Regions from separate parts of the Pan troglodytes genome. Here region 1 is linked to region 2. A link is a contact called in public Hi-C data. All regions are on one chromosome and are shown on one strand. The core of a region is the stretch at or near the end of the contact, and the rest is flanking DNA. Distances in the headings are between cores, read along the strand shown. Region 1 holds the start of PROX1 (prospero homeobox 1). Region 2 overlaps SMYD2 (SET and MYND domain containing 2).

What was found. A called contact is a pair of places that touch in the nucleus more often than the background predicts.
Region 1: a contact with region 2 is called in a Hi-C map of induced pluripotent stem cells, with 2.3 times the contacts expected there. The contact joins the promoter of PROX1 here to the enhancer-like site in region 2. A contact is called at or near these places in 2 of 7 Hi-C or Micro-C datasets (induced pluripotent stem cells and stem cell-derived neural progenitor cells) and 1 of 1 datasets of contacts at active chromatin or transcription factors (stem cell-derived excitatory neurons).

What each region holds. Positions count from the first base shown.
Region 1 is chr1:35,116,755-35,119,697 of NHGRI_mPanTro3-v2.0_pri, reverse strand. It overlaps PROX1 (prospero homeobox 1), which reads left to right and starts at 1,586. Exons shown (of 4, transcript XM_063792136.1): 1 at 1,586-1,704.
Region 2 is chr1:34,787,717-34,790,614 of NHGRI_mPanTro3-v2.0_pri, reverse strand. It overlaps SMYD2 (SET and MYND domain containing 2), which reads left to right. Exons shown (of 12, transcript XM_003308746.7): 4 at 2,024-2,084; 5 at 2,805-2,898. Among named protein-coding and RNA genes, the nearest start is that of SMYD2, 36 kb to the left of the region's middle. Within about 2 kb of position 1,389, at least 1 of the 24 cell types and tissues checked has an H3K27ac peak or open chromatin away from gene starts, as enhancers often do. A contact at or near this core is called in induced pluripotent stem cells, where this site is marked.

The sequences.
Region 1 (2,943 bases), core at 337-2,836, 330 kb before region 2:
TTTATTAAAAGCCGTTTACTGTGCCCGGTGAAAGGGACGTTCTAGCTGCGGCTGAGGCTCGCTTGCATTTGTAACTTGCAAAGCCCAAGGAGATCTTTAAGAGCCACATTATCTAAAGAAATTTTGCTGGTTATTTTTCAAGCAAGAAATGTCAAACCAAAGTAAATTTCCTAGGGCTTTATTTTAGAGCCTGCGATTTATGCGTTTGAAATTTCTTGCCTAATAAACTTTAAAGTTTGTTGCCCAGGCGTCAAAACTGTGTAAATCCTGTATTGAACAGCTATCTTTGGTCTTTCTGGGGCGAGTGAATTAGTGAAGGGTAATCGCCAGATGTTTGCAACGTATATATTTTTAAAGGCTGCTTTACCTACAATCCAAATAATGTCAGAGGTAACCAAGGGTAAATATTCCTCTTCCTAAAAATTTGGACTGGAGATTAACTGGGACTCAGCCAATGTTGATCTTCGTCTAATAACAGATGCAGCGGACGCGATGTGAAACCTCTGGCACCTATTATTTTAATACCAAACCTACCTGTATTTTATTGTCCACCTCCCCTTTAAAAGGAACCAAGGGTGACACGTATCCTTGACACTACCTATGATCGTTTAAAAAGTGGAATGATTTGCAGATCCCCCCCTCCGTCCTCCTATGCCACCCCCACCCCTAAAACCCCCACTTTTTCTCCCGTATACTTTTCCGTGCCTTCCTCCACCCAAGTCGGAGGAGCGCTCACTCGCTCGGCCACTCGGCGAACTCGATCAGCTGTATCTGGGAAATGAAAAAAGAAAAAGAAAAAAAAAAAAAAGGACCTGCGTCCTGGAAGAGCTAGTGTGAGCCGGGCGCCGCTCGCGCCGTCTCCCGCTTTGCATAGTGCCCGCAGATGGCTCGCTCCGGCCCAGGCGCGGCGATCCAGTCGTCCCGAAGCAGTGGCAGGGTGGGGGTGGGGGTGGGGGCCGGGGATGGAGGCCGGGGAGGGGGAGCGCAGGGCCCCTCTCCCCTCCTCTCTTCCCAGCCCCTCACCCCCACCCCTTTTATATTTTTTTTTCCTCCCAAGTTCTCTTGCCTTGCTATCCCCCCTTGAATCCGAAGGCGCCTCGCGATTGGGTGCTGGGGCCGGGTACGTCAGATAGACTGTGACGTGCAGTCTTCCTGTTTCCTTCAGCTGTGTCTTAAAGTAAATCTTGTTGTGGAGCGGAGCCCTCAGCTGAGGGAGCGCTCTGAAATAATACACCATTGCAGCCGGGGAAAGCAGAGCGGCGCAAAAGAGCTCTCGCCGGGTCCGCCTGCTCCCTCTCCGCTTCGCTCCTCTTCTCTTCTTTACCCTTCTCCTCTCTCCTCCTCTGCTGCTCTCTCCTCTCCTCCGCTCTTCTCTCTCCTCCTCTCCTGCTCTCTCCTCTGCCCTTAGCTCCTCTTCTTTTCTTCTCCTCTTCTTCCCTCTCCTCGCCTCTACCCTGCTTCTCTTCTCTCGTCTCCCCTCCCCTCCCGCCTCTCTCTCCCCTCTCCCTCTTCCACTCGCCCCGCTCGCTCGCTCGCTGTCGCACAGACTCACCGTCCCTTGTCCAATTATCATATTCATCACCCGCAAGATATCACCGTGTGTGCGCGCGCGTGTTTTCCTCTCTCTGCCGGGGGGAAAAAAAAGAGAGAGAGAGAGAGAGAGAGAGAGAGAGAGAGGCTCGGTCCCACTGCTCCCTGCACCGCGTAAGTATCTTCTTCTTCCCCTCGTGAGTCCCTCCCCTTTTCCAGAATCACTTGCACTGGCTTGTTCTTGAATGAGAAAGGAAGAAAAGAGCCTCCCATTACTCAGACCCGTGTAAACATTTTTCCCCCCAGGAGAAAATGGTGTTATTTAAATGAATCATAATAAAATAGCCTCTAAACAGTTTCTAAGCGGGAGCCTCCGTGGAACTCAGCGCTCCGCTCCTCCCAGTTCCTAAGAGTAAGTGATCCGCTTGGCTTTTATTTCTTTCTCTTTCCTGCTGGTGGCTGGGGGTGGCGGTGGCGATGGGGGGGAGGCTGATGTTGCTGGACTTGTCGCTGATCTTGTCACCTTTTGTGTACTGTTTCTGGGGTGTGAGGAGGCGTTTGCTCCCTTTCCTTCTTTCTCCTGCTCTCTCTTCTCAGGAGAGAGGACCGCGAGAGGGACCGGGTCGCTTTTTTGTTCGTGGAGATCCCCGCTTTCCGCCAAACCCCATCCTTCCGATCTCCCCAGGCTAAAACTCCGGGGCCGGTCCCCTCGTCCTTTCTCTTTGTCTTGTTTATTATAGCTGCCTTTCTTCCCGGCTCTTCCAATTTGCTTGTCATTTGCATACCTTTCACTTCTCCTTTTTTAACCCCAGCAGAGGACCGGGAGCTGGGAGGAGGAGAGAGGGAGGTGGGGGGGCGCTCTGTTACTTTCGTCTCAAAACGCTGTCGAAGCCGAATTGTGGAAATCCGGCTTGGAGGGGTGCGGTGATGGGTCCCGGGAAACGCGCGCGGCGCCCCTCTTCCGAGCTCCTGGACCCAGGGCTGGGTCAAGTTGAGTAGGGTAAGGCGGCACCGGGAGGCTCGGGGGGTCGCGTGGCGGTGGGATTGGGACACCAGCACGAGGAGGACCGGAGGATCGCGGTCCGGGTAAGAGTAGGGGGTTCTTGGGCAGCAGAAATGGGAGGCGATGAATCTCCCAGCCATCGCTGGCAGACTATGGTGTTGGGCAGCTTCGGTCTGGTCTCGTCTGGGTGGTACCTACCGTTTTGCCCCAGTTAGGAGGACTGGGGAGGGAGGACAGGAGAGGTGAGAGTAATTGTTACTGGGAAGACTAGTGAGGAGGGCGGGAAGAGGGAGGGAAGAGCTGCTATCTTGCCTGAGCAGATCAGGAGGGGGACGCAGTGGGCGGGGGGAGACATCACCCAAAGTCCAGTTTAGCAAGTTGTTGATTCTTCTGGTGTGCCAGCCCGTTAC
Region 2 (2,898 bases), core at 140-2,639:
TGTGATCCAATGAAATAGGCAGTGTGGGGCTTAGACGGCATATGTCCAGGCTGTGGAGGTCTTGCTCCTCAGTGCTGTCAGAGAAGTTGGTGGCAGGGCCTCTGGACTATAAATCTTTTAAAGCTGAAATTTTGGCTGGGCATAGTGGCTCGTACCTGTAATCTTAGCACTTTGGGAGGCCAAGGCAGAAGGATTGTTTGAATCCAGGAGTTCGAGACCAGCCTTGGCAACAAAGTGAGACCCATTCTGTATAATAAATTTTAAAAATTAAAAAAATTGCCCAGGTGTGGTGGTATACACCTGTGGTCCCAGCTATTCTGGAGGCTGAGGCAGGAGAATTACTTGAACCCGGAACTTCAAGGCTGCAGTGAGCTGTGATTGTGCCACCATACTCCAGCCTGAGCAACAAAGTAAATGAGACTCTGTCTCTAAAAATGAAAAAAAAAAACAAACAAACTGAAATTTCATCCACTTCTCCTGTATACCTACCAGCCCTCCTCCACCCTTAAAATTTTTCTATTTTTTAATCTAAGCCAAATGTGATGGAAATGATTAGCATGTATCTGTCCCCAGACCAAGTTAGGATCCTGGGCTGTGTAAACAGAAGTAGAACATTTCAAAACTCTGAGGTCATCCTTCAGCTATGTTCAGCTTGGGTCAGGTGCTTGCTGAAATGCTACCTCGCCAGCCGAGAGTAACAAAAGCCATTCATGGGTTGCCTGTAGAGTGAGACCAAAACATCAGAATTGTTCCCCTGCAGGAGGTTAACTTTCGGATCCTTAATAACAGTTATTTTTAAATTTATGCAGAGTATTTGGGCTGAATGAGTCAGAGGGAATAGGATGACTGGGTATGAGGTATCAGAGTCAGTAAGTCATCAGATGGGATCTCCGCACATCTTGGGAGGATTGGGTGGCCAAGCTGGTGTTTTATTATTTTGTTCCCCTGAATTATTGATGATATTTATAGTGATATGTTAAGAATTCAGAAGAGGCTGGTAGACTTTCCTGAATGAAAAGCTTTCCCAAGCGAGATGACTTATAAATCTTATAAAAATGCATCCCGTGAATGGAAGATTTCTGCTCCAAAAAAGAACTATTGAAATATTTCGGCACCAGGAGGGTAGTCTGAATGCAAAGATGAGTTTATACAAGCTTCATTCAAGTTTTATTATAATTACTACTACTACTAATAGTGTATTAAATGAAAGTTACCTGCCCATCTTTTCATCTCTATAGGACTTGATGATTAAAAAAACAGACCATTTGTATTCTAGTAGCTTGCAAAGGATTAGGGGAGACAGGCTACCAAACTACCAAGGGGAGGCTTAACATGTTAACTAGGGAGGTGAGCGTGCCCTGCTAGACCACCTGTATCCCCAAATTGAATAGCCAGATTACAAAGACACGGCCTTGGGCCAGCTCCTGAGCTCTGCCTTTGAACTCTTGTCAACACCAAGTTTATTCATGTTCTCAAAGCCTAGCGGGTTTACTATTGTTAGCTCCTCTTGGGGTGTCTAGAACAAAGCCAGCAACGCGTTTAAAGTGAATCTGGGCTCACAGATACAACCAAAAGTGTTCTTTTTGAAACACAGAATTTGAGATCATTTTAGCCTATGCTTAAAGAAAGTGTAAAATGGATGGGGGGTTTGATTTTGTTCCTTTTTAGAAGGAGAAATAATAAATAGGATGGTTTGTCTGTAGACCCAGTCCTTTTAAGTAAGGACCCTAAAAAGTTGTTTTCCGGCCCTGTTCTTTCCCGTAACAGGCATTTCTGAGCCTACTGTGTGCATAGTATTATCAGGGTGTTAGGTACACGGTAGACATTTTAAAAAGCGCTTTAGAAGAGTCTTTGGATTTGGCTGGTGGAGAGCCCTAGTGGTGGAGTCCTTGAGTAGCTTGTTTTATTTACTTCCTTAAGAATTGTTACTTTTTCTTTATGTTGATGTAAAAGTGAAAGTGCCACTTTATTACACTGGTTGTTAAAAAATCTGTATCTGTGTGATTTCTTCCCCAATTGCTAGAAAATCCACCCAGAGAGAACACCTTCGGAAAAATTGTTAGCTGTGAAGGAGTTTGAATCACGTAAGTCTTTCTGTGACCAGCCGCGCAGTTCTCTCAGCCACAGATTTCACATGGGTTGGGCAGGATTGAAGCGAGGACGGGCTAGTTTGTGCTCAGAGGAGTAGTGATTTCTTTGATTACTAGTTTTTATTTTGACTCTTGTGCTGTTTCGAAAAGCACTTTTAGCTTTTTTCTTCTGAGTTGACAGGATTGTTAGGAAATAATTAAAGGAGGTAGGAGCTCCCAAGATGAATTATTGCACCCTGAGCTACCTCCTGCTGGCCCTCTTGGCATGCTGAATATTTTTGGATCTTTGCTGAATTGCAGTCCTCTAAATAGCTGATGTTCTTACTGAAAGCCGTGAAATCAGGGATTGTCCAGTTGTTTGACCACGACCCAGATTCCCGGGCCAATTGGGGGGCCCTTGACTAGGCTGAGGCTGGTTATGAGTCATTGCTACCCATCCCTGACCTCATTGCTAACAGTCAGTCGAAATCTCATGTCCCAAGTGACTTCTAGTCATCAGAGGGAGAGAAGGAAGAAATGGCTTGCTTTCTTTCCTTAGGGTTTGTCAGTTAAACCAAGTAATGGGGAAGAATGTTCTCTGGGGGTTCAACATGTTAGTTTTGGGGTTTTTTTTTTCCGCCCATTCCTTTCCTCTGTATCATTTACAGCAAAAATAGGATGTAGCTAGAAATCCCACGCTTTCTACTGGGTGAATAATGGATTATTTATCCACAGATCTGGATAAGTTAGATAATGAGAAGAAGGATTTGATTCAGAGTGACATAGCTGCTCTCCATCACTTTTACTCCAAGCATCTCGAATTCCCTGA